7 separate regions of the Mus musculus genome follow, and regions 2, 3, 4, 5, 6 and 7 are each linked to region 1. A link is a contact called in public HiChIP or PLAC-seq and promoter capture Hi-C data. All regions are on one chromosome and are shown on one strand. Each heading gives the region's core, a stretch centred on a gene start, on an enhancer-like site or on the middle of the called end of the contact. The rest is flanking DNA. Distances are from core to core; before and after follow the strand shown.

Region 1 (3,513 bases), core at 737-3,236:
GGCAAAATGGGTCTGCAAGAGAAAGAATTGAGCAGGGAATTTGTAAGAAAACTCTAAAACGATCATTCTCAGGGCCATGTGGTTCGCAAAGCCCAGGAGGGAAGCTTATCTTCCCTGGAAAGCTACTCAATGGAGCTACCAAGGCAGGGAAACGGTGCTTACCCTCAGGCTCAGGTCCCTCCTAGCTGTGGCTGTAGGCTTGTGGGCAATCATCTTTAACTCCTCAACTTATCCAAGTGCCTTAGGGGTAATAGAACACTGTCTTAGTCAGTGTTCTATTGCTGTGACGAGATACCATGACCACTGCAACTCTTATAAAAGAGCACATTCAATTGAGGTTTCTTGCTGTTTCAGAGGTTTAGTCCATTGTCATCATGGCAGGGAGCATGGTGGCACACAGGCAGACATGGTGCTGGAGATGTAGATGAGAGTTTCTTATTTGGGTCTGTAGGCAGCTGTAAGAGAGAGCCACTGGGCTTGGCTTGGCCAATTTTTTTTTGTTTTTTTTTTGTTTTTGTTTTTGTTTTTTTGTTTTTGTTTTTTTGAGACAGGGTTTCTCTGTGTAGCTCTGGCAGTCCTGGAACTCACTTTGTAGACCAGGCTGGCCTCGAACTCAGAAATCTGCCTGCCTCTGCCTCCCGAGTGCTGATCCCCCAACCTTCCCTTCCCGAGTTCTAGGATTATAAGCTTACAAAGTGCCACCACGTTCAGTTTTTATGTTGATGCTTCGGATTTAACCGTGGACTTAGTGTATACGTGGTAAACTGTCTACCAAGTGAGCTGTGTTCCAAGCTTCCCCTTCCCCGTGTTTTTTTTTCTCTCTCTCTTTCACGGTTTAAGACAGCGTCTTAACATGTCTGGCCCAGGCTGTGCATCAAACTCGCCACAACCATGTCTGCCCTCAGCTTTTCTGTAATGCTCCTGTCTCAGTTTCTCTGAGCTAGCATGCCCAGCTTAAGTCTCTCTCTCTTCTTTCTGTGTCTGAGACAGGGTTTTGCTGGGTAGCACAGGCTAGAATCCTCCTGCTTCAGTCTCCTCATTGCTGGGACAAGTGTGGACCACTTGAATGCTGAACTTGGATGTTGGACTTTATAAACAGGCCCTTCCCTGAAATCGTAGTTCCAGGAAATCTGGGGCCTCTAGAACAACCAAACAAGGCAAAAAGCAAAACCCCTTTCAACATGCTTCTCCCAAAGGGAGGAAGGTGGCCCAGTGTGTTCTCTCAGGCCAGCCCGGACAACAGTGAGAACAGGGTTCTGGCCCTCCCTCGGCTGTCAACTTGGGATCCTCCTAGGGCTTCAGCCTCCTCACGGTCGGGATTATAGGCATTTCCTACCATATGGAGATTGATTGACACAGACACTGTAACCGATTGGACATGCATTTTCCCTTCCCTCCCTAGTGACTACCAGACAAAGTGCTGGAGTGGAACCCAGTCCAAGTACTATGCGGATCTTTGACCGGTTAACTCTAATCCTCCCAGCCCACAGTACGCAGAGCTTCGATCCTGCCCATTCCTCATCAGATTTATATTCGGTTCCTAGCTGGCTGGCTAGGTCCCTCTTACTCTTCCACTACTCCTTCCAAGTCCAGGAATGTGCGCTGTGCAGCCGCTGCTCTGACTCCTAAAAACTGTAAAACTGTAAAAGCTGTAGAAACGTTAAGAATGGCGAAGGATCAGCCCACCCTTTCTTCTCTGAGGATCGGCCTGGGATCGAGAGGTCACATCCTAATATAGAAAGCAGGCGGTCTGGTGCGCTGAGACGCTGCCACCAAATCGGAGAGTTCTGCCACCGTCATCCCTACCTAGATCTTCCCAGAGTCTCGGGGAGGAACCAGGGAACCCAAGGGGCCCACACTGGGGTTCCTGCACTGGAGAGGACAGAAGCTGCCTAGGTCAGCAGCTGGGGAACCACTTGCAGGCAGCGGGCTGGGGCTGGGTGGGGCCGGGCGGACCGCAAGTCTCAGGGGGCGTGGAGCCCAGGCGGAAGGGGCGGGCCGGGCACGAGAAGGGCTGGGCCGAGGTGCCGCGGGGTTGCTGGAGGGTCGTGGGCGGCGTGCAGGAGACATGTCGGCGGGCAGCAGCTGCAGCCAGACTCCCAGCCGGGCCATCCCCACTCGCCGCGTAGCCCTCGGCGATGGCGTGCAGCTCCCGCCCGGGGACTACAGCACCACTCCGGGCGGCACGCTCTTCAGCACCACCCCGGGAGGTAGGCGCTGGCCGGGGTCACGGGCGACCTCGGGGGGCTGGAGGATACGTCGGGATCCGGAGTCTCACGTGCGACGGGGAGGGCGGCATTCGAGGGGTTCGGTAGCTGGCCAGAACGGACGAGGGGCGTCGGGAAAGCAGAAGGGTCACCGTCTCGGTTGCTCGCCTTCTGGGTGTGGTGGAGCGTGGTCTGGAACCCGGCTGCAAACTGCCTGCATTATTAGCCTTTTCCTGGGAGATACGGCAGAGTGCCCTGAGCATACAGATAGGCACTCTGCCAGGACCACCATGTGCTTAAGGGCGACCTCTGTGGGTGTCAGGGCAGTTTGGGGTGGGACAAGATCAGGGAAAGAGGCTGGCCTGGAGATTAAGTTTAGTTGATCTCCCTTGGAATAAGTGACGCCTGCACACTTTTTTTTTTTTTAACCTTTCCGGAGGCAGCCCTCTTTGCTTTGGACACTCGCTCATTAATGGAGGCTGGACGCTGAGGGTGCTTCTCTGCCACCTGTGGCTTGTGTTAAGAGAGAGATTCCTGCAGGGGCGGCGTCTGGTGTAGTGCAGAACAACACGTTCCTCGGGCCTGGGGGGCAGGGCACAGCGTTGAACTGGCCCAAGTGGCGGAGGATGAGGAAGAGGAAGCTGAGTTGGCGCGGGTGGGGGCCGGCCTCCGGGAACCAGGCATTCCCAGCTTGCCCTGGAGCCCCAGTATAGACGCTGATGAAACCTACCCGCCTGTTTGCATGATGAAATCCTCGTGGCTCACTACTTCCCTCCCAATCCTCGCGCCGCTCCCACCCACTTTTGCGCTTCTCCCCTCCCCGGTCTCCTCCCCCAACTACTCCTCTTACAACTCAAAAACAAGAGGAATCCTGGCGCGGTGATGAACCTTGGGCTACTGCTGGCGCAGCCGGGCCACATGCCTATTTTCTCGGGCAGCTGTCCCTGCACCAGGGAGCACAGCCAGATCCCAGAACCAAGGCACCGATGAAGGGATCTTGGAGCTCAGTCAGTGTCCACTGGGTTCTGTGATCTTCAGGACACAGCACCAAGGCCTCGCTGCTTGAGCACGTGTCTGTTGTGCATCGTCATGCTGAGTTCCTACACTCAGCAAGAAGTAGCAAGCAGGGCAGGGGGAGAAAGCCGGCTCCCTCTTATTAGAAACGGCCCAAAGGAAAAGTTTTCTGCAGGCTTCTGGCCTCCCGTTACTGGAGTTCTTCAACCCCGCTGGCCACTTTTTAGTTCACGCTGTTGCCCCTTTGTCTTTTCGCAGAACTTTGTGTTGAGCACAAAGTTTCACAGAGAGT
Region 2 (3,513 bases), core at 544-3,043, 2.0 Mb after region 1:
AATGGCTGAAGCCCAGGCTCCTCCAACAAGAGAAAGAAACACGCCTCACTCTAACAATCACTCGTATTTAAAGCCTTTCCTTATTTTTGAAAGCCTGCTCCATTATAAAAAGAAAAGGGGAGGGTGAAAAAGTTCAGGAAATGAAATGCAAATAGGCATAGAATAGGATCATACTGCTGAAAACCTCTATCCACCCTTTTAATTCCTCTTTCCAGGCGGTATCGCTGCTCCTAACACCGTTAGCTTCTATTAAAAAAAATGAGATTATACCGGTTCTTGGCATCTTTGTCAACCCTTCCAAAGGCCTCACAGCTACTAGCGATATGTTCAAGAGACAGAACAGAAGGAGAGGTGGTTAGCCCGGTGCCACCTCTTGCTAGACAAGCGTTAGGTAAATCATTTAATGCAATTACATATTCTAAGCCGGCTGGATGGCAAGCAGCAAAGAAGAAAGGTAAAGAAGGGCAGGGAAAGGGAAGCTTCTAGATTATTTCAAAGGTAGCCACAGCACTGGGGCTGTCTGGAACTGCCTGTGATCAGCTTCAAAACAGGTCCGTGTGGTTTATCTTTAAGTTGATGCTCTGCTGGAGTGCAGCGGATCTAGAAAAAGAGTGTGTGTATGTGTGTGTGTGTGGGGGGGGGGGGGGGGGCTCCTGAGCTTATTAGAAGCAGAGAAATCTCTGCTTCTAAATTTCCCTGCTGCTCAGTAGGGCCCGCGCTTCTAAGCTGGTATAAGCACCCGATAGGGAGAGGATGCGCCGAGAGTACAGCCTCCCTCCGGCCAACTGCTTATCCGGCTGGGCACTGCAGGCGCAGTTAAACCCCAGGGTACACACTCCCCAGAGCTCTTGCCCCCTCGCAGATTCTGTAAGGCAAAACCACTGCTGGCTTAGAGCCAAGACTAGGGTCGCCCGAGGGGCTTGGTGCAGAGCGAAGTGACCAGCTTGGATGCTTCCCCCTGAAGGGGAAAAAAAGCGCAGTCTCTATTGGAACCCACGGGCATGCCTCTTTCCCTATGCACTCTCGAACATCACCGTGGGCTCCCACCCAGGGACGAGCTCGCCCAAGAAGGAAAAGTGGAGAGGACCAAGGCGAGAGAGGATATAGGGAAGACGAGTTTTCCAGTCTGCAACAATTGAGGGGCGGAGGGTGGGGAGGGAGGTTGGAAAATCTCAGCGGGTGCAAACTCAAGGGGGGGGGGGGCCCGGTCAGAGCAACCTGTAGGATTACTGCAGATAGCAAACTTGGGTTGAAAGGCAGTGGTCCCCTGGAGCTCCTCTAACACGGTTCCCACTGAGTCGGGCTACGCGCGCGGAGAGAAGCCAGAACAACTTGGGAAACCCACGCCGAAGGTGAGAGTCCCGCTCCCCTCGCGCACCGCTGTCCACCCAGCGCTTACCTCGGGCAGCCGCAGCCCCCGCCGCCCAGAAAAAGAGTCCTAGCCATGGGAGCCACCGGCGCGCCCCGCGGCTGCCGTCTGCAGCCCCTGTCCCCATGCTCCGAGCTCCTCTCAGGATTCGCTCCTCTTCCACGCCCTGGAAGTCCGCGAGGAACGACGGCAGGGAGCCAACGCCAGTAGGTTTCCCCGGAGGTGGTGGTCTGTGGCGAGTCTCTTTTTCCCCACCGCCGCTCCCTACAGCAGCGGAACAGGGATATCAGATGGGCAGCGGGACGCAGCGCGCGCCCCCATCGCCTCCTGCGGCGCCGCCCGCCGTCCCCGCTAAGCGGCCCGCAGCCCCAGCTCCGCTCCGGGTCCGGGACTACCAAACCGAGCCTGGAGACCGCATCGCTAATGAGCCCCGGGGCCGCCTCTGCTCCACCCCTCCGAGCGGCGGCCAATGAGTCACGCCGGGGCGGGGCGATGGGCGGGGCCGGGCTCGGGAGGCGCAGGTGAGTCCGCAGCCGCCGCACGTGCGGGCACCGCCTCCCCGCTGCAGAGGCCCCCGCGCGTGCGGGATTGCAGCGCGCCCGAGCCCGGCGGCCGGAGGCGAGGATGCGCGAGCGCAAGCTGTGCCGAGCAGCCCGGCCTCTTGGAGGCGAGCGCCCAGCGGCAGAATGTGGGCGTCTGGCTTGCTAACTCTGAGTGAGACAGCGGCTTCCAGGAAACCAAGGTTTCGCTCAACTTTGAGTTCCACTTTTACCCGCAGTCCTGGGGAGGACGGGACGGGCGCTAGGGAGAAAAGAGGGTGGGGGTGGGGGGTGGGGGCAATGATAAGCTTCAACTGTGCCCAAATGTGAAAACGAAGAGGGAAATGAATCGAGGGCTTCTGGGGATGTATGGGATCAAATTTTACTTTAAGGAAGCAAAACCTTTTTTTTTTTTTTTTTTTTTTTTTAATACTTGCCGCTCTGGAATCTCAAAAGTTCTCAAAACTGCTTCACATCTGACCACTTAATGTGGTTTTGTTCATTCCAATTCAGGCCCTCGAAATTGCCTTTCTAGTAAGTAAGTAAAGTTCAAAAGGAGACCTGCTCAAAGTCTTCAGAGAAGAAAGAAAGGGAACATTTGTTTAAGCACACCACCCCTCCCTTCCCAGTCCCCTTTTATTAGATGGCTTGATCTTTACCTGATCTTGGAAGGGCCTCAAAGTTGTCTCTTTACCCCATCCGCTGGAGCAGGCAACCAGCTACAGACGACAACCCCCTTCCCCAAGACCGTTGGCTTCCTGTCCAGGTCTCCACAGTCAGACCATGGCTTTCTGTCAGAAGCTTTCAAAATGTCCCCTGTACTCAGCTGGTCAGAAATCTGGGTTCTCAATACAGATGGAAAGCTTCAATTAAAAGACAGCATTGGCAAGTGATTCCTCAATGGCTACCAAGCTCACTAGCCCACACATGCACACACACAAACAACAACAACAACAAAAATCTTGTCCAAGTGCAACCTGCTCCCAAACACCTCTGTATGGAAAAAAAAAATGGTTTGAGGTGGAGAGATTGTTGTGAAGGAGGTAATCACACTAACTTACTTGCTCCCAAAGACAAAGGGGATGATAGACAAAGATTGATTACCCGATAAACAGGTAGGCCATCCCTCTCTGCAGACACCAGGCTTGTGCACGTCAGCGGAAGGAGCTGATTTTTTCCTACAGAGCTCTTGCAGCTCAATAACAAGTTTAGGTCCTGGTGGAGAAAACCAAACCCTGGGGAACAGATACTTCAAAGCAAAGACTGATGTGGGGCCTGGCCAGGGACTTGCCTGGAAATCTCTTTAGAATCTTGGTAAATGAGGGGTTTGTCCTTTCCTTCTGAGAAGGTGAATTGAGAATTAATCTACCAAATACGCCTCACCTGTCTCCCAGAAACTACTCATTCATTGCCTGCCTTCCTGTATGGCTGAAGACTATGTGACAGTCCCCTTACAAATGAGCATTTCTGTTTAAAAAGAAAGAAAGAAAAATTTAGTTATATTTTCAATATTCTATGACCATAGTTAATTCTCTTTATTGTCCCCACAGGGAGCAAAAAATAAAGTCAGTTTATTTTGGGAATCTGAAAAATAGATAAGCTAGT
Region 3 (3,513 bases), core at 727-3,226, 1.5 Mb before region 1:
AAAGGTACAGTGCAGTTCCCCTAACACCGAGACCCCCCCACCCCATTTGAATTCAGGCTCTTCAATTCCTTGGGACTTCAGATTCTCATTTTATATTTTACAGTTTTAAAATTAAGACATGGAAAGCATCATGTTGTATACTGTCAGATATGCAGTCCTCCCGACGGGAGCACGGGCATCTTAGGTTTCTTGGCACCTTTGAGGTCGGAGCTCGTGCATGTTGAGAAATGATTTCCCTGCGTCTTTGTTTTGCCTTTTTCTCCTTTCCTTGCCTCACCCCTGGGTAGCTGGTCTTTCTGTTTAACATATGCTTGTGTGGGGGGAAGAGGGCGCACTTATGTTATACTCCTAAAATGCTATGTATAACCTTTGTTTCAAAAACCCATTTCCACTGGGCATGGTTGCACACGCCTTTAATCCTAGCACTCCAGAAGCAGAGGCAGGAGGATCTCCGAGAGTTCAAGGCCTACCTAACGCTTCCCAGCCAGCCAGGACTATGTAGAGAGACCCTGTCTCAAAAAGGGGGGGAAAATCAATTGTTTGGCTTTTGTCAATCCATTGCAAAAGTGGCAGATGTGAGCGCTTGTATTTGTGTATGGGGGAGGGGGGAGAAAAGTATTGTTTGTCCTTCAGTAGGCTCTGAAAGTCATTGACTTGTAAGTTCAAGGGAAAATAGAAGTTGCCAAAGTCAGTATTCGGTCCTTGGTTTTCTTGTGACTTCACTGCGTCCGTTAAGGGACGAGAAGCCTTCCTTACCTGCTGACTGAGCCTTGCTCTGTGCAGATGGCTTTCAAGTATCTGCCATTTTGCCTCAACAGGGAATTCTTGTCAGTTAAAGGGAATGAGGGAATTACACTTTTGTTATCAATTAACATCTCATTTTTTGTACCCTATGGTAAGTAACTGTATTGCCGCTAATAACCAAGTTGCTAACTGATTACAGCTGGCTAAAAAGTTCTTTTTATATACAAAGATTTGTGTATTTTCAACTGCTATGGCAAATTCATTTGTGTCCATTTAAATATTACACAATAAACACATATCTGCAGATCCCACCCTCACCTTGTGTTCTTTGAATAAAGTTCTTGATAGATTGTTTACATCTGTATTTACCTGTAATGAACGCTGTAGACCTGTGAAATATCAAAGTGTCAACATCCATTAGTCAGTCTCTTTAGTTTCTGTGACTTGGCGCTCCTAACACTAAGGGGTTAGTGTTAATGTTCCCCAGGGGTATTCTACTAGGGCATTACTGTTTAATGACTTCAAAATATAGTTTAAGGATTTTGTTTATTGACCAATGTCTTATTGCAAAGTATGAGCCTACCATCTTAGTTAACCTGTACATATCTGTTAACTAGTGTAGTGTATGTGAGATTGCCTGTAACATTTGAGCTTCTTACTGATGTGTGCTGGTGGGACAGGTTTTGTACATTGTATTTACTGGAATCCTGCCTTTTTAACTTACAGATACTTTAGAATTCAAATATGTTTTCTGCTTCTGTAAGAATGTGGGAAAGCTTTTAATGGCATTCCATTGATTTCAGGTCTTGCTTGAGGTTGACTTTAATAAATTGTCCTGTATGGTCTACTTAAGAATATGGGCTGGTTCTTTACCTGTAATTTCATGGTACAGTTTACTGGGAAATGAGACACAAAAATACAACCACTCACCCTCAGCCCAGTTTTTTCCCTTCGAAATGCTCCAAAGACATAGTTTCTTTAAAGTGGGCTTTCTGGTTTGCTTTTGTAGAGGAAGCATCTCTGGAGAATGACGTTCCTTTTCTTGTCCTATAAGCTGATCTGGGTGGTTGGTGAAGGACACATTGCTTTGAGACCCAAAGGTGATCTGTTAGGTGGTACTCATAACACAGCAAATGAGCTCTGAATTTCCTGTAGCCCGGAGGCCCCGCTGGTAGTCAGTCCCCGCGGAGTTCGCTAGGTGGCGCTGGACACCGGGCGGGCGGAACCACGGCGCGCCGGGGCCACGTCAGCGTCTGATCCGCACGTATGGCGGGATGGGGACGGCGGCCCTGGGAGCCGAGCTGGGCGTGCGGGTCCTGCTCTTTGTGGCTTTCCTGTAAGGATCTGTCAACGCTCCCAGGCGTCCCTGGGCGCTCGCACTTCCTAAGCGGCTCGGGGCGGCAGGTTCTTCCGCCGAGGTAGCCTGTCAATCTTCCCCGTTTCCTCCCCAGGGTGACCGAGCTGCTCCCTCCCTTCCAGCGGCGGATCCAGCCCGAGGAGCTGTGGCTCTACAGGAACCCGTACGTGGAGGCGGAATACTTCCCCACCGGCCGCATGTTTGTGCGTGAGCTGCCCTCCCGCCCTCCTCCGCTGGCAGGGACTCCTCCCCTGCCTTGAGTTCCAGGGCTAGGGCGAGGCGTCTGGTGGGCAATCTGAGCCCCGATCTTGGTTAGTGCGCGGCAGCTGGTGCTTTAGGCCAGGAGGGACTTGGTTTTACCGACCCTGTGTTTTACCTTCAGGTCATTGCCTTTCTCACTCCACTGTCCCTGATCTTCCTCGCCAAGTTTCTAAGGAAAGCTGACGCTACCGACAGCAAGCAAGCCTGCCTCGGTAAGTCGCCCTTGTTCCAGTTGTTCCTGTCTTAGTGTTGGCAAGTAGCTATGGGGTTCAGCTACTCTGTACCCCTAAAGTATGTCTTTTTACCCCATGAGACCAAAAAGCAGTACTGATGAGAATGTGCTTAATAACACAGGCGCCACACAGGTGTTCCTTTTTGTTTGTTTGTTTTTTCGAGACAGGGTTTCTCTGTGTAGCCCTGTCTGTCCTGGAACTCACTTTGTAGACCAGGCTGGCCTTGAACTCAGAAATCCACCTGCCTCTGCCTCCCAAGTGCTGGGATTAAAGGCGTGTGCCACCACGCCCGGCCAGGTGTTCCTTATTAACACAGACACCACACAGGTGTTCCCTATTAACACAGGTGCCACATAGGTGTTCCTCAGTGCTCCACTTCTCTGCCCCTAGGCCGTTTGGGTTTTTATTCTGGTTGGGTTCTATCTCAAAGCAATGAAGGCTCTACTCATGAGGTGGTGGCTTACTCTTCTCCAAGCAGATGGCACTAACGGCTTCTTTGCTTTCCAGCTGCCAGCCTTGCCCTAGCTCTGAATGGTGTCTTTACCAACATAATCAAACTGATAGTGGGCAGGTAAGTGAGAAGCCTTGGCACTCAAACCTCCCTGAGCGCCCCCCACACACACACCACCACATTCTCAAGCAGTGTTTACCCGGATTCTCAGACTAGTCTCTCCTTTCTCACCAGAACTCCCTCTCCCTGCCCTCTGCCTGTTCCAAGTGTACCACCTGGTCTGCGTCCTGTCCTGAGTATTTCCCACAGCGACCACCTTTATGTACCTAAAGCTGCAGTATGACTAGCTGCTCTGTGCTAAGATACAATCATATGCTAGAGACTTTCTTGAACATTGGCCGCGTGGCTAAGGCCTTTTTCTCAGTATAAACACTAATCTCACCCCATTACATTATTTTGCCTATGAC
Region 4 (3,513 bases), core at 413-2,912, 1.5 Mb before region 1:
ACAGATACATACATAGATTTTTTCTGAAGTTTTTACTTGGATTAAAGGCAAATTAATAGCAATTATGATATATCCTCACTAACACTTTGTTACATGAGAACAAAAGCGACATGTTAGCTCAGTCTGCAATGTGACGACTCTACACACAAACTTTCTGACTAAAAAGTCAAACACAAGCTAGAATAGAGAAAAATACTTGATAACTATGCAGAAATTTAATACAGTTTTAAAAGGATGAAAATGGTGTAATTCTGAAATTTCATGTTAGTGGCTATCACAGTAGAGGATATTACTTGTTAGTTTTTATTAGAGTCATCAGTTTCTTCCTACCAGAGCCATATGCGTCTTCCAGCTGCTGTGAATCCTCAGAGTTGAAAGGAATCCAGAGCTCCTTGGAATCTAGTACCTTACAATAAAACCAATGTGGAGAAACGGGTTCATAGGAACTACTGGCGTCCATGTCTATGAGTTCGAAGGAACTACAAGAGTTCGGGGATGGGGACGGATCTGACTGAGACAGCTGCTCCTGGTGTGATTCCCCCGATGACATTTCGCTCTAGAAGACAAAATAAAAAAAACTATCAGGAGAATTATTTTGCATCTATTAACACTGTAATGTTCATATGCTCAATAACCATTTTTGGAAGCTGTTCTTGAAAACAGCAATATTTAAAAGCTACATAATTTTTATACACACACAATTATTTGGGGAGAGAAACAAAATGTTCAGCTCCATCATTCTATACTGAGCTTCCAATTCTCCTTAGAAAACTAAAAAATGTCTAATCATACAACAAGCTCTTTAGAAAACCCAGAAATGTCAAGAAACACACGGTCAAAACTGATTGCAACAGGGTGTTTTACCACAATTTTCACAATAAAAGTAGCAGCACCAGCGAAGGCTGGAAATTTCCTACCTCCAGGTGTGCACACTACAAACCATTTAGTGTGTCAGACAGTAATAACAGGTAGGTTTAAGGCCCCAGGCTCTATTGTACATTTCTAATTACACACACATTTACATAACTATTGGAATCTTACTATACAGAAAACAGAACTAATCGCTTAAGAACCATTTTGGCTGATCCTCCCAGTGTGCTTCAATACGGGCTCTGGTACATTTAACGCCCAAACAGAAACTTTGCCTGCAGGCTATAGCTGCGCATCGACCCACCGAGACGCAGAGCCAGAGTTTCGGATGAAAAGTGACAAATGACCTCAACTGCCCCCGGGGCGATGGATGTCGGGCGAGTTCCCACCGACCCCAGCACTAAAGCACCCGGCGGACTAGCGCTGCAGACATAGAAGCAGAACCCAAAAGCCCAGGACGGGAGATGGACGAGCGGCATCGCTGCACCGGGCACGGTCGGACCGCACAGCTCAGGAACCAACACTCCCCGGGCCTCCCCGTTATCCTCCCGAGACCTCGGCCTGCTCCCGCCGCCAGCTCGGGGCTCCGAGTTCGGGATCTAGGAGAGCAGCCGAGCCGTCCACGGATGCCCCGGGATACCGTGCACACTGGAGCCTCTCCACCCCCGGCTCGCCCCGGCCCAGGCTCCCGCGCGGACCTGGACTCGCTCGTCCACACCGCCGCTCGCGCTCTCAGCCCTCGCGGAGGGAGCCCGGGCCACATCGCCGCTGCAGCCTACCTCCCAAGCCGGGCGGGGCGGACGGGCGGAGCCTGCGGCCGCGCCCCAATCCCCACACCGCGGGCTCCTCAGCGCTCCAGCGGAGGAGAGCAGTGCGCCCGCGGAGGCTGCGCTCCCGGTGAGAGCCGGAGGCGCAGAAAGATCCTCCGAAGTGTCGCGAGATGTGCGGTGAGGACTGGGGGACTCGCGCGAGACCTGGCTCCTCCTGCGGGCAGACGTCGGGCGCCGGGCACGCGCCGGGCACGCGCTAGGGGCGTGGGGGACACGCACGGGAGGCCTTGCCTGCGCTGAGGCTTTGAAGGAGGAAAATCGGACCTTCTGACCCCTCATGGGTCCCGGCAACCCCGGTGGGCAGGACTGGGGTGACTGAAGGCTCTGTCTGTCTGTCTGTCCTCCATTCCCTCCCTCTATTTGGATTGAGAGGCTGTCAAAGTTATCCCTAAAGCCTAAGAGGTGAGTCTGACAGAATACGGATGCTGTAAGAGGCAGCAAATGAGGTTTTTGTTTGTTGGCTTTTTTGTTTTTTGTTTTTGACCTAGTTGATGTAGGGTGATGGCGGTGGCTATTCACGTAAGCCCAGCGCTCTGGAGACTGGCAGGGCTAGAGATGCGGATTGTCGCTGGAGCGCCTGACTAGCAGGTGCCACGGGAAGGAAAGACAAGAGGCTTTGCTGGTTTCTAACTTGATTATAAGACAAGGCTTCGAGATTTTTTTTTTCCCCCAGAAACTGAGAAGGAACAAAACGTGGACTTTTTTTTTTTTTAAAAAAACCACATAGTCTCTGCAAGTCAACACCTACACACCAATATCTGCACGTTAATGTAACACCATTTTTTGTGTGATTTTTTTTGTTGTTGTTTTGTGATGGCCTTGCTATGAAGCCCCATATTGGTCTCCGACCTTTAAAAATTACTACATTTATATATTTGTCTGTGTGTGTGTGTTAGGGTTTCTGTTCCTGCACAAACATCATGACGAAAAAGCAAGTTGGGGAGGAAAGGGTTTATTCAGCTTACATTTCCACATTGCTGTTCATCACCAAAGGAAGTCAGGACTGGAACCCAAGCAGGTCAGGAAGCAGGAGCTGATGCAGAGGCCATGGTGGGATGTTCTTTACTGGCTTGCCTCACCTGGCTTGCTCAGCCTGCTCTCTTATAGAACCCAAGACTACCCGCCAGGGATGGTCCCACCCACAAGGGGCCTTTCCCCCTTGATCACTAATTGAGAAAATGCCTTACAGCTGGATCTCACTGAGGCATTTCCTCAAGGGAGGCTACTCTCTCTGTGACAACTCCAGCCTATGTCAAGTTGACACACAAAACCAGCCAATGCAGTGTGTGTGTGTGTGTCATGTATGTGCTGCTTCATGTGTAGAATTCAGAGAATAACTTTCAGGTATCAGCTCTCCTTTCACTGTAGGGGTCCTGGGAATCAAACTCATGCCTTGTCCCAAGGGATTGTGCGTGCAGTCACGCTAGGCCACACTGGAAACCCTCCCCCCATTTGGGGGGCAGGAGCAGGGTGTCCTTAACACTGATATTTTAAAACATTTTAGATTTATTTTACTATGTGTGTATATAATGTGTGTGTCTGGTGCCTGTGGAGGTCAGGAGGCAGCAGATCCCCTGGAACTGGAGTTTCAGGTGATGGTAACTCTGGTTCTGGGAGCCAAATCCTTCCCATGCAAGAGCAACAGATGCTCTGTCGGGTCAGCTCTTCAAGCCTTAGACCTTACTTTTTATTCTGCAGTGCCAGAGATCAACTTCAGAGCCTTGGGTGTGCTAGCCTCCTGCGCTACACACGGAGCCCCCAGAATGATGCGGCTTCTTAGGGTGCAGTTTGGAATCTGAAAACATAACGGTTT
Region 5 (3,513 bases), core at 367-2,866, 1.5 Mb before region 1:
AAAAAGATGTATTAAATAGTATATGGACATGTTTTCCTTTGTTGTGGTGGTGGTGGTTGTTGTTCATTTTTTGAGACAGGGTCTCACCACGTTGTCCAGGCTGTCCTGGAACTCATTATGTCCATGTGAACCAGGCTGGCTAGTCTGCCTCAGCCTCCTGGGTACTGAGATTAAACACACCAGCCCTTGTTTTTTGTTTGTTTTGTTTTGTTTTTTTGTTTTTTGTTTTTTTTTCAAGACAGGGTTTCTCTGTGTAGCCCTGGCTGTCCAGGAACTCACTTTGTAGACCAGGCTGGCCTCAAACTCAGAAATCCGGCTGCCTCCCAAGTGTTGGGATCAAAGGCATGCGCCGCCACCACCAGCAGACTTTTTTTTTGTCGTTTTTTGTTTTTTCAGCCCTTGTTTTCTATTTCTTGAGTATACTTACAAGTAGACCTGCTAGATCATAAATTAACTCTCTGTCAGAAGTTTTAGGAACGACCCAGCTATTTTCCAAAGCACTGTACTATTTTACAATCCCGTCGTGGATATGTGAGAATTTTATAATTAATTTTCTGCAAGTAAGAATGTTACAAAGGCCAAAAGATGTGTGCCACCATCCTAGAATGATAGCCCCATACGAAGATAAAATAGAAACACACTTTTGGCATGTATGCAAGCAACAAAATGTTACAGGTCCAAACATACTAAGCAAGTCGGTCTCTCAGAGCCTTCTCCATTCAAAAATTGGGAAGCATTAATAACATCTGTCTTGCAGTCTTGCGATGATTAAATAGAACATTAAGGTACTTTGCAACATTGATCCCTCCTGATTCAATTCCAGGCAAAGCTTTAGTGATAAGGAACTAAGTGATCAGCCCGCCCCGTTTCGATCCCTTCCCCGTGGGAGGGGCTGCTGAGTAAGGGCTGGGGCTGCAGCTCCCCGAGCCACGCAGGATAAATTGTTACAGCCCAATCACGCTAACCTACGCTCTCGGGAAAGAGATCCTGCAGCCTGCTACTAAGCTTAGGAAGTCAGCGCAGAATATTTTTTCGTTTTTTTTTTTCGTGGTTAACAAGAACACTTATGATGGCTGAAGTTAAAAAAAAAAGCAAAAACAAACAAACAAACAAACAAAACGAAGGGACAAATGGAACCCAAGCCTAGCTCCCCTCGCATCTCTGGTCCTCGTCTCTGCACCGTCCCCAAAAGAAGAACAAATCAGAGACCCGAGTCCTAACAGACCCTAAGTATAAAACCCCCAAATGTCCTCACCTCTGCCCAAGACTTCCCGACTGGAGCCCCGGAAAAGACTTCGAAGCTTACCTGGTGGCCTCCCCCGGCTCTGCTCGCTTCTGCCCAGGCGCCTCCCGAGGGGTAGTAGCCATCGCCACCTGCGCCTTCGCCCGGCCAGGTGGTCTCGGCCGGGGCGCCCCCGCGCCCTCGCCAGGAAACCGGAGGCTGGGGAGGCTCCGGACGAAGAGGGGGGTATAAGGGCGGAGGTACGTGCACCGGGACATCGCCTCCCCCGGGCCCGTAGTAGCGGCCGTAAGAAGGGCCGTCACTGGGGCCGTAGCCCGAGCGCCTCAGGGCCGACATGGGCTCCGCTGCCGCGAAGCGCTTCCCGCCCCCCACGACCGTCCCATTGCGCAGGCGCCTGCGGGAGGCCGCTATTGGCGAGCGGCGGAGGGGGATAGGACGGCTACAGCCAATCCCGAGCCGGTCCCGCCCCTTGCACGCCGAGCGCGGAACGGTCATGGACGGTACGGGTCAATCCGGGCCTCGGGTCGGGAAAGCGAGGCGAGGGGCAGCGCTCGTCACGCGTGAGGAAACGCCTATCCTCCGCCCTTCCGACCTGGACTTCACTGCACTGACTGGAGGGGAAGAGAACGTGGTCGGCCACCGACTGGCAACACGCCCGGCACGCCTCTTTCGGCGGACGGGCAGGCGATACCGGAAGTGGGTGGGGTCACCTGAAACGCTTCCGGCGACTAGCGGTGTCTGAGCTGCAGGTGAGCGGCCGGTTCCCGTCCGCGTCCCGCCGACGGGCGACTGGACGCCCTCGCGGCCGTCCGGTGCAGCCTTGCGAGAGCTCAAACATGAACTATATGCCCGGCACCGCCAGCCTCATCGAGGACATCGACAGTGAGTACCTAACCTCTCCCTCGGGGGAAGCCTGGTGTGGGACCCCTTTTCGAGTGGGCGTCCCTCGACAAGGGCCCAGAGAGTGATCTCTGGGCCCGGGCGGGGTGGTTCTGCCTTCACAGCCTCGGACGGAGCCTTTTCCCAAGCTGCCTTCTCTGTCCTTGAGCGGGTAACACCTCCCCGCCCCCCGCCCCCCAAGCTGTGAAACGCCTTCCGAGGGGCGCAGCATCCGACTTGGGAACGTGAAGGGCAGAGCACGCGAAGGAAGTCGCCTGAGCCACTTCGCGTTCCCAAGTCGGATGCTGCGCCCCTCGTAAGGCGTTTGACAGTGAATGGATGGAGATTGCTTCTAGAAAGGACTCACCAGACCCGACAACAGCAGTTGAATTTAATTAGCAGAGAACGTAGGCTTTCTGTTGTATAGCCACTAGCACTCTCCTTTTTCTGTAAGGGTCATTAGCACTTTCAGATTAAAGTTGTAGAGACAGGTGCCGGACGTAATAACGGGATTTTCTGCGAATGCTAAGTCACTTCAAACTTACTCTTTTCTGTTTGACAGTTTTGCTTTTACTAAAAGGAGGTTAGTCCTGTAAAAATAAAGAGGTTACAATTTCGGTTTTAAAAGGTTTAATTTATTGTGTATTTATGTCTCGTCTACATGTAATTAAACCACGGGCATATTGGTATCCACGAAGCCAGATGACTTTCTCTTCTTGGGATCCTCTGGAATTGGAGTTATGGACCGAGTTACAGAGTCACAGTGTGGGTGCTGAGAAAGGAACTCAGATCTTCTGCAAGAGCAACACGTGCTCTTCTGAACCATCTCTCCAGCCTCCACTTTCATTCCCCCGCCCCGAATTCTTACCTGTGTATGATTCCTTGAATATAACTTTTTTTTTTTTTTGGTTTTTCGAGACAGGGTTTCTCTGTATAGCCCTGGCTGATCTGGAACTCACCTTGTACACCAGGCTGGCCTGGAACTCAGAAATCTTCCTGCCTTTGCCTCCCAAGTGCTGGGATGAATATAACTTTTAAAGCAGCATTAAAAAAACAAACAAACAAACAAAAAAAAAAAACCGCTGTATATGAGCATGTATGTATGTGCATTGCGAGCTTGCCTGGTGCTGGAGAGAACAGAAGAGGGTACTGGGTCCTCTGGAAGACCAGACAATACTCTTTAGCACTGAGCCATCTCTCAGGTCTATAATCAGCATTTTAAAATCATTTTAATACTGTGACTTTTCAAAAGCAAAATGATTTACAACTTCAAACAAGTAAAAATGTTTTGTGTGAGTTTGCAAATTAGAGAGCAGCTGTGATTATATAGACTGGGATAAACATATTAAAGTTTGCTCATATATTACAGGTATAGATATTAATATATATTT
Region 6 (3,513 bases), core at 659-3,158, 1.4 Mb before region 1:
GCTTTGCACGCAGCAGGCAAGTACACCACGACTCAACACCACACCTTCAAATGTTACTGACAACAGGTCTTGCCCACTGTAAATACCAAGCCCAGAACACACAGAATACATTATCGCAAACTTAATTACATAATCTCTTCTAATTGCACAGACTCCTTCCCAATCAGCCTGTAAGGTCAAAAGCAAGGACGATGCCCACACTCATACCTAATAGCACTCTCACCTCAATACTTCAGAACATGCCAAAGGAATGCAAGCAACTCCTCAGTCAGCATCTGGTCACTGGATAGGGTTAGAGTGAGCACAAAATACTACCTACTGACTTTTTTTCGGTATATTTAAAAATACTTCTCAATTGTCTTGAGATTGAAATATGATTACAGGGCTGGTGAGATGGCTCAGCAGTTAAGAGCACTGACTGCTCTTCCAAAGGTCCTGAGTTCAAATCCCAACCACATGGTGGCTCACAACCACTCCTAACAAAAATCTGACACCCTCTTCTGGTGTGTCTGAAGACAGCTACAGTGTACACATATAATAAATCTTTGGGCTGTTGTGAGCAGAGTTGGAGCAAGCAGGGCTAGAGCGGGCAGAGGTCCTGAGTTCAATTTCCAGAAACCACATGATGGCTCACAACCATTTGTATAGCTACAGTGTACTCATATACATAAAATAAATAAATTAATTAAAAAAAAAGAAATATGATTACATAATTTCCCCTTCCACCCCAGAACTGGGGTTCCTTGAGCTGCCATGTGAATACTGGGAATCAAGCCCAAACCCCTGAAAGGGTAACTAGTGATCTAAAATGCTAAGCCATCTCTCCAGGATCATGCTGTCTAGAAGGCCATGAAATGTACTCACGACGTGTCTATTCCAAAGGTGTCAGCGGTGAACCATTTTGTACATATCCCACACTGCAACTCCACTTCTCCCAACTGCCGCCCATTCTCCTCATCCACAGAGCCCGCCTGGGTATCCATCACTTCTGAAGTGTCTCCGGTACCTTCCTGGAGCCACAGGGCAATAAGAGAATCAAATGGCCTGACTACTTTTTAAAAAAAAAAAAATAGATTAAACATTTTAAAACCAAATCTAGTTCGCCTTCCAAAGGCCTCAGAGGAAATACTTACCAAAGTATCTTTTCCATTAGAAGATTCTGTCTCCAGACCACTTACATCAACCAAGTTTGCATCCCTATAATGAAAAGACAAACATCAAAATGGCCTTTCCTAAACAGAAAAACACAATGGTCCAAATACGGAGGGTATATCTTTTTCATGTCCTGAACGGGATGCCCACGAGAGAACAATCCTGAGTATTAGGAGGGAGGTTGTCAAGCAAGACAAATGTGTTCGCGGCCCAGGGATTCCTAGTGCACTGGGCTAACGACGGGAGGCTGCCGTCCTCAGTGCTTTCAGGACCAAGCATTGCAAGAGGGATCAGCGAGGTCTTCCGGGGCGCTAGAGGGGGAAACGCTCTTGGCTCACACTGGTGCTGATGGGAGCCGAGGAGCCGAGGAGCGGCTTGGAGTCCACAAGCAAGCAGCCAGCGGGGTTGCGGAGGGTACCGGGTGGGCGGGCGGGCCGAGCCGTTGGCTGCGGGACCTGGATCCGGAGGGCGACACCGGGCGGCGCGAGCCGCGGGCTTCCACGAGGGGCGGGCCCTCGCGCGTCCCCGGGGCTGCGAGTGGATTGCCTTACCCACTTTCGGCCTCTCCGGAGCTGGGCTCCGCTCCCGGGGCGGCTGACGGCCCCTCGCCAGCCCCCGCGGCCACCGGCTCTGTCTCTCGGTCCTCCGCCGTTGTGGCACTTGCAGCGGCTCCGGGACCAGGGCCGGCGCTGACTCCCGGACCAGGACCCGCTCCAGCCGCCGCCATCGCTGCTCCTTCCCAAGCTCTCGCGAGAATATATCTATGCGGCGAGTTGCCGCCACGCACGGCGCTCTTAAAGTGGGAAAGACCTTTTGTTGGGGGGCCCGCCACTTACTTGGGAAGGACGCACTTTGAGTCCGCCGCTTTAAGGCCAGAAAAAAAAAAAAAAAGAAAGGAAGAAAGAAAAAGGCAGGGCGCAACTCGGATTGCCCAGGTTTGAAGGGAGCCACTTAGGAGGTCTGTCCTTTGCTTTCCTCTTGGGACTTGAATTATTCAAAACGCCTGCTCATAGTCGTGGCTAAGAGTGGAAATCACGGCACATATGAGGATGTGAGAGACTCCCCTTTACACTGTGCGGAGCAGGCGATCATACTAAAACCCTAAAACGTAGGAAACTTCCAAACAACAACAAAGGAGCACTCTGGCTCACACCTGCCGGGAGCGTCTGTAACTGCGTAGCTGGCCGCCAGAAGCCCCGTTTCCAGGCGGCTTTTGGAGAGACTAGAGGTCTGATTCCAGAGAGCCCGAGGTAGTTGTGGGTGGAAAAGACGTTAGGAAAAGAAACATCTGGCCAGAGGAGGCTAGAAGTGCTGTGCGCTCGAGGAACACGAATTGCTAGTTCACGGAGGGAAGTAGAGCTCCAGGCGAGAGTGCTAGCAGAGGACAGAATTCAGCAAGGTTTGGGCCTTAGCGAGAAGGGCAGAAACGAGTAAGAAAGGGATGTCTGCTGGTAGCTAAACCCCTGGACTGAGTGCAAGCATATGGGTGGGCTCTAAACCCTAGCAAAATAGAAACTGCCGCCTCACCCCCATCCTCCGCGTGTGTGTGCGCTTTACGGATGTGTGCGCATGTATGTGGCATAGTGCACTGGACAGGTGAGAGGACAATATGGTGAGAAGAGCTTTCTTTCCCTCCACTATGTGAGTTCTAGGAATCTAGCTCAGGCTTGGCAAGCAAGTGCCGCCTTTGCCCACTGGGCCATCTCACGGACCATAAATTTGCTGTTTTAAAACAAACACACTTAGGGATTAGAGATCATTGATACTTTGCAGTTGTTAGGAGAAAGTGCCGCCATGACCAAAAATATCTTAAGCAAGGGGAGGGGGGATCTTGGTTGAGGGGGGTTCAAAGAGATAAGAATCCATGATGGTGGGGAGATAAGGCAGCAAGGATCTGAAATGGTGACTATCAGACAAGGCTGAGAGCTCGAATTCTCTATCAGAATCACCAAGCAGACAGGGAGAACTTCAAGGAAGCGGCTTCACTTTTTTCGTGTAAGCTTGCCCCCAGTGACTTACCTCCACCAGCAAACGTTCACCTCCCAAGCCTCCCTAGACATCATAACAACTGTTGTGTGAATGGGGACCGATCCTCCCCCCCCCATGCCCCACCTTACCCTCTCAAATGCATGACTTTTTAGAGATTTCCCCCTTCCATGTTAATATGTCTATTAGGATTGCCATAGTTAGATCTCATTTGGGCAGCCATATTGTTGTGACGTCATGGGTCGTTCCTGATAGCCATCACTTCATGGCACAGGTCCCAGTCCCCTGGCTTTTACAGTCTCTCTGTTCCCCTCTCCCTCAATGTTTTCTGAGCCTTAGGTATGATGTTGGAGATATACCCACTGGGACTGGGTA
Region 7 (3,513 bases), core at 582-3,081, 1.2 Mb before region 1:
CGAAAACAAGGTTTTCTCTGTGTAGCCTTGGAACTTGCTCTGTGGACCAGGCTGGTTTTGAACTCACAAAAGATCCACCTGCCCCTGCCTCCCGAGTGCTGGGACTAAAGGTATGCACCACCACCAACTGGCTGAAAACGCCTATTTTTAAAAAATAAAAGTTAATAAATCAACAATTTCAAATTTATGGTGTGGCAAAATGTGGTCTTCTAGAAAGTATCCAAGGTTTAACTTAAAAATTAGCCTCCCCCATTTACTTAGTAAGATTCTGGAGTTAGTATTTTTTTTTTAAACATGCATTTTAGTAGGAACTAACCTTTTAAACTCAAATTAGGACTGGGGATGTATCTCAGGAGGTAGAACACAGGCGCAAAGTCCTACATGTGATACTTCAACACTCCCCCCAAAGTCCAAGGAAGCATTATGAGTTATTGTCACTACAGAGGGACTTGTTAGGCAGAGGGAGGGCCTGGCATGTGGAGATGCCTGCCTAGCATGAGGGAGAGAAGGCTCTGGAATCTGACAGTTGCCTAAGCCAGAATATTAGCTTTACAACTTCCTGTGTGAAGTCATTAATCTGCCTGGATGTTGGTTTCTTCATTTATAAGATGAAGATAATGTTACCAGTCAACTTTGGAAGGCAACTTTGAGAAGGAATAATTTTGAGTACTTAAAACCTGCATAGCATACTGTATGCATGCTAACAATCCAGGGAACAGTCTCAAAACAACAGTATGACTGCAACAACTGGCACTTCTGGAGACTTCCATGAACTGCTCAGTGTGGCCAGCCTTGACTTACATTCTTTTCTTCTTCTCTATACTAATCAGTTACTGACAGCAGACATTTGTGGTACGCAGTTAACCTTGAAATTGCATCCCTTATGTAAGAATATGGGGAAAAGAATGACCTGCTAATTTTATATATATATATATATATACATATGTATGTATATATGTATATATATATATCCTATAGTTTGGAGAGAGGCACGGCAAACACGGTCATTTAGTTCTTCGGAAATCAGCCATCCGAAGAACATAATTCATAAATCAGAGGAAAGTTCTGAAGCTATGGGACCCCACAACCAATCTCAAGTCATCCAACTGCAGAAACCTCTATAATGCCTTTCACTCATTCCTGAAAGCCTGGCAAATGAGTCACCTAAAGGGTTTAGGTAGAACTACAAAAAACAGTAAGTACTTTTTGACAAGGAACTAGGGGACATGGAAAGGAAGACAGAAGGGATGTGCACAGTGGCCAAGATGAAGGAAAGGCAGGAAAGTTCTCTCCAGGCAGCAGAAGGCACGCAAAGGCCCGACAGTGTTTGTAAAGAGCAGATCTGGCCGCTTAAGTGACATTATCCCATAGCGAGCTGTCAAAAGGGCGCCTTTCGGATGATGCACGGCTCTCAGCAGGGCAGCACTGCGGGACCACGGAAGTGTCACCGCACCCTAGCTTCAGAAGAGCGCCGCCGCAGCCTGCGGCCACCCGGGGCTGCGCGGCGCGGACTCGGAGGGCGCCCCCGTCCGCCGAGCTGCGTCGTCGTCGCTCGCACTCAGCCCCGGGCCTCTGGCGCCGCGGCCCGCAGGAGGGCGTTACCTGTACAAGACATAGGTGGGCGAGTCCAGGCTCAGAAACCCGTCGTCCATAGGGGACGCCGCCGCTTCCCCGGCCTCAGCCGCCATCTCTTCTTCCTGCGGCTGCTGTGCTGGCGGCGGCGGAGGCGGGGGCGGCGGCTGCTCCGGCTGTCCCGGCTCGCCGCCTGCCGCAGATTCCCCGACCCCCTCGGTGGCCGCCATCTCGCCTCCGTCCGCAGCAGAGGTGGTGGTGGAGGCCCCGCCCCCTCCGCGGCCCGCCCCGCCCCCGGCGAGGCCCACTTCCGGTTCCTCGGGTCCTACCATAGAGGCGTGGGGTAGAGGGCCCGGCCCGGAGGCCTGGCCTGAATACCTACTGTCCTCGCTGCTGTGTTTCCAGGGCCCCCTTCCCGAATGCAGGTTTTCAGAGGCCTTTAGGTGCTAATTGGCAAGCAGTGTTATTAGTTGTTGTTTCCTTTGTTGGGTAACTTTTCTGTTTCCTTGCTTTTGTTTCTTTTTCAACGCTTAGGATGGAACCGGAAGACTTGCACATGCTAGGCATGTGCTCTACCACTGAGTTACATCTCCAGTCCCCAGCGGCCCCCTTCTTTTGGACCATCTTAGGAGTGTGAAGAATTGCAAACGGTGCACAGCCAGCCACCTCTTTCCCCCCTCAGGCTTCCACTTTAACCTTAAAAGGGTCTTTACATTCTTTCACACTTTACATGTTTTTCAGTGCTAGGCGTTTATATAATCCTATAATAAAATAGCAGCATTTTATTAATCCGGGGGGTGTCTTTGGAATTAAATTTGGATCTGTGCAGAACTCCTTTCTAAATATAGAGAATAGATATATTCAATTAACAAATATTTACTATACAATAGGCACCAGGTTCATTCGCAGCAGCGCAAAGACCATAGTGTCTGGTCACCATATATTCTAGGGAAGGTTCTTAAATCAGAACCGATTGAGGCAAAGTGGGAATAAAAGAGACAAATGTCTTTATAAGCATACTGTCCTTTAATTAGAAAAAAATCCAAGGATGGTCATGGGCCTTGGAGGTTTTATAGGGTAGAAAAGGGACTTTTGGGATTCCAACAGAGGTCGGTATGTGATCTTAGCTGAAGTTTCCCCACATCCTAATAGCCCACAGGTGTTATCAGTCAAACCAACTTTTCTGTGCTGAGTTTCTCAGTGCAGCTGTGCTAGTGATCAAACCCAGGATTTAGAAATGCTAGTATTGGCTGGGCAGTGGTGGCACATGCCTGTAATCCCAGCACTTAGGCAGAGGGGCAGAGGCAGAGGCGCAGAGGCAGAGGCAGAGGGGCAGAGGCAGAGGGGCAGAGGCAGAGGGGCAGAGGCAGAGGCAGAGGCAGAGGGGCAGAGGCAGAGGCAGAGGGGCAGAGGCAGAGGCAGGTGGATATATTATTTACTCATTACCTTGTGGTTTGTGTGTGTGTGTGTGTGTGAGAGAGAGAGAGAGAGAGAGAGAGAGAGAGAGAGAGAGAGAGAGAGAGAGAGAGAGAGAGAGAGAGAGAGAGAGAGAGAGAGAGAGAGAGAGAGAGACTGAGACTTACCTGCCAGAAGGGAGCCCACCTTTGGGGGAACTTAAAAGAAATTCCCTTTGTTCTCTGGATTCTCCCTTAAGACCTTCCATAGGTTGGGAACTAGGGTGGAATGGATTTGTATTTTCCAGTGCAGATGAAAGTTCTGTTTATTCGAAATGTATTCGGTAAGTGTCCACAACAAAGGAGCTCTTCCCCTCACTCAGTCCGTATCTAACAGGATCCAGCAGGCACACAGGAGTCCGAGGGAGAGGGGTCTCAGCAGCCGGGACTCTGAGATGACTAGGGGGAGGCTATCCTGTCCTGACTGCATTTTACTTTGCTTAGACAGTTCTCAGCCCCCTACCCTCCTCCCTCTAATGGTCACATC

What was found. Promoter capture Hi-C pulls out the DNA fragments that hold promoters and counts their contacts. HiChIP or PLAC-seq counts read pairs in DNA pulled down with a chosen protein or histone mark.
Region 2: a promoter capture Hi-C map of hippocampal neurons shows a contact between it and region 1, with 8 times the contacts expected there. The contact joins the promoter of Unc5d here to the promoter of Eif4ebp1 in region 1. A contact is called at or near these places in 1 of 39 promoter capture datasets (hippocampal neurons) and 3 of 115 datasets of contacts at active chromatin or transcription factors (astrocytes and embryonic stem cells).
Region 3: a contact with region 1 is called in a promoter capture Hi-C map of the 3T3-L1 cell line, with 2.9 times the contacts expected there. The contact joins the promoter of Plpp5 here to the promoter of Eif4ebp1 in region 1. A contact is called at or near these places in 2 of 39 promoter capture datasets (the 3T3-L1 cell line and pre-B cells).
Region 4: a contact with region 1 is called in an H3K27ac HiChIP or PLAC-seq map of embryonic stem cells, with 4 times the contacts expected there. The contact joins the promoter of Ddhd2 here to the promoter of Eif4ebp1 in region 1. A contact is called at or near these places in 2 of 39 promoter capture datasets (liver and pre-B cells), 4 of 115 datasets of contacts at active chromatin or transcription factors (the 230-238 cell line, embryonic stem cells and large pre-B cells) and 1 of 9 other capture datasets (liver).
Region 5: a promoter capture Hi-C map of pre-B cells shows a contact between it and region 1, with 3 times the contacts expected there. The contact joins the promoter of Bag4 here to the promoter of Eif4ebp1 in region 1. A contact is called at or near these places in 6 of 39 promoter capture datasets (the 3T3-L1 cell line, the C10 cell line, the HPC-7 cell line and 3 more) and 2 of 115 datasets of contacts at active chromatin or transcription factors (cardiomyocytes and embryonic stem cells).
Region 6: a promoter capture Hi-C map of pre-B cells shows a contact between it and region 1, with 3 times the contacts expected there. The contact joins the promoter of Ash2l here to the promoter of Eif4ebp1 in region 1. A contact is called at or near these places in 5 of 39 promoter capture datasets (the C10 cell line, the HPC-7 cell line, hematopoietic stem and progenitor cells and 2 more), 1 of 484 Hi-C or Micro-C datasets (B cells), 1 of 115 datasets of contacts at active chromatin or transcription factors (large pre-B cells) and 1 of 9 other capture datasets (embryonic stem cells).
Region 7: a promoter capture Hi-C map of pre-B cells shows a contact between it and region 1, with 2.3 times the contacts expected there. The contact joins the promoter of Fnta here to the promoter of Eif4ebp1 in region 1. A contact is called at or near these places in 2 of 39 promoter capture datasets (pre-B cells and stem cell-derived epiblast-like cells) and 1 of 115 datasets of contacts at active chromatin or transcription factors (large pre-B cells).

Annotation. Positions count from the first base shown.
Region 1 is chr8:27,258,341-27,261,853 of GRCm38.p6, forward strand. Eif4ebp1 (eukaryotic translation initiation factor 4E binding protein 1) reads left to right here and starts at 1,987. Exons shown (of 3, transcript NM_007918.3): 1 at 1,987-2,210. The coding sequence starts at 2,069.
Region 2 is chr8:29,217,843-29,221,355 of GRCm38.p6, forward strand. Unc5d (unc-5 netrin receptor D) reads right to left here and starts at 1,794. Exons shown (of 18, transcript NM_153135.3): 1 at 1,400-1,794. The coding sequence starts at 1,496.
Region 3 is chr8:25,718,072-25,721,584 of GRCm38.p6, forward strand. Plpp5 (phospholipid phosphatase 5) reads left to right here and starts at 1,977. Exons shown (of 7, transcript NM_028000.1): 1 at 1,977-2,080; 2 at 2,196-2,304; 3 at 2,484-2,574; 4 at 3,103-3,166. The coding sequence starts at 2,019. Nsd3 (nuclear receptor binding SET domain protein 3) reads left to right here. Exons shown (of 23, transcript NM_001081269.2): 23 at 1-1,596.
Region 4 is chr8:25,752,618-25,756,130 of GRCm38.p6, forward strand. It overlaps Ddhd2 (DDHD domain containing 2), which reads right to left and starts at 1,663. Exons shown (of 18, transcript NM_028102.1): 1 at 1,569-1,663; 2 at 331-556. The coding sequence starts at 550. Gm17484 (predicted gene, 17484) reads left to right here and starts at 1,863. Exons shown (of 2, transcript NR_154462.1): 1 at 1,863-2,102.
Region 5 is chr8:25,783,593-25,787,105 of GRCm38.p6, forward strand. It overlaps Bag4 (BCL2-associated athanogene 4), which reads right to left and starts at 1,617. Exons shown (of 5, transcript NM_026121.3): 1 at 1,307-1,617. The coding sequence starts at 1,579. It overlaps Lsm1 (LSM1 homolog, mRNA degradation associated), which reads left to right and starts at 1,999. Exons shown (of 4, transcript NM_026032.1): 1 at 1,999-2,125. The coding sequence starts at 2,080.
Region 6 is chr8:25,838,879-25,842,391 of GRCm38.p6, forward strand. Ash2l (ASH2 like histone lysine methyltransferase complex subunit) reads right to left here and starts at 1,909. Exons shown (of 16, transcript NM_011791.3): 1 at 1,704-1,909; 2 at 1,134-1,197; 3 at 865-1,010. The coding sequence starts at 1,879.
Region 7 is chr8:26,013,779-26,017,291 of GRCm38.p6, forward strand. It overlaps Fnta (farnesyltransferase, CAAX box, alpha), which reads right to left and starts at 1,832. Exons shown (of 9, transcript NM_008033.4): 1 at 1,603-1,832. The coding sequence starts at 1,802.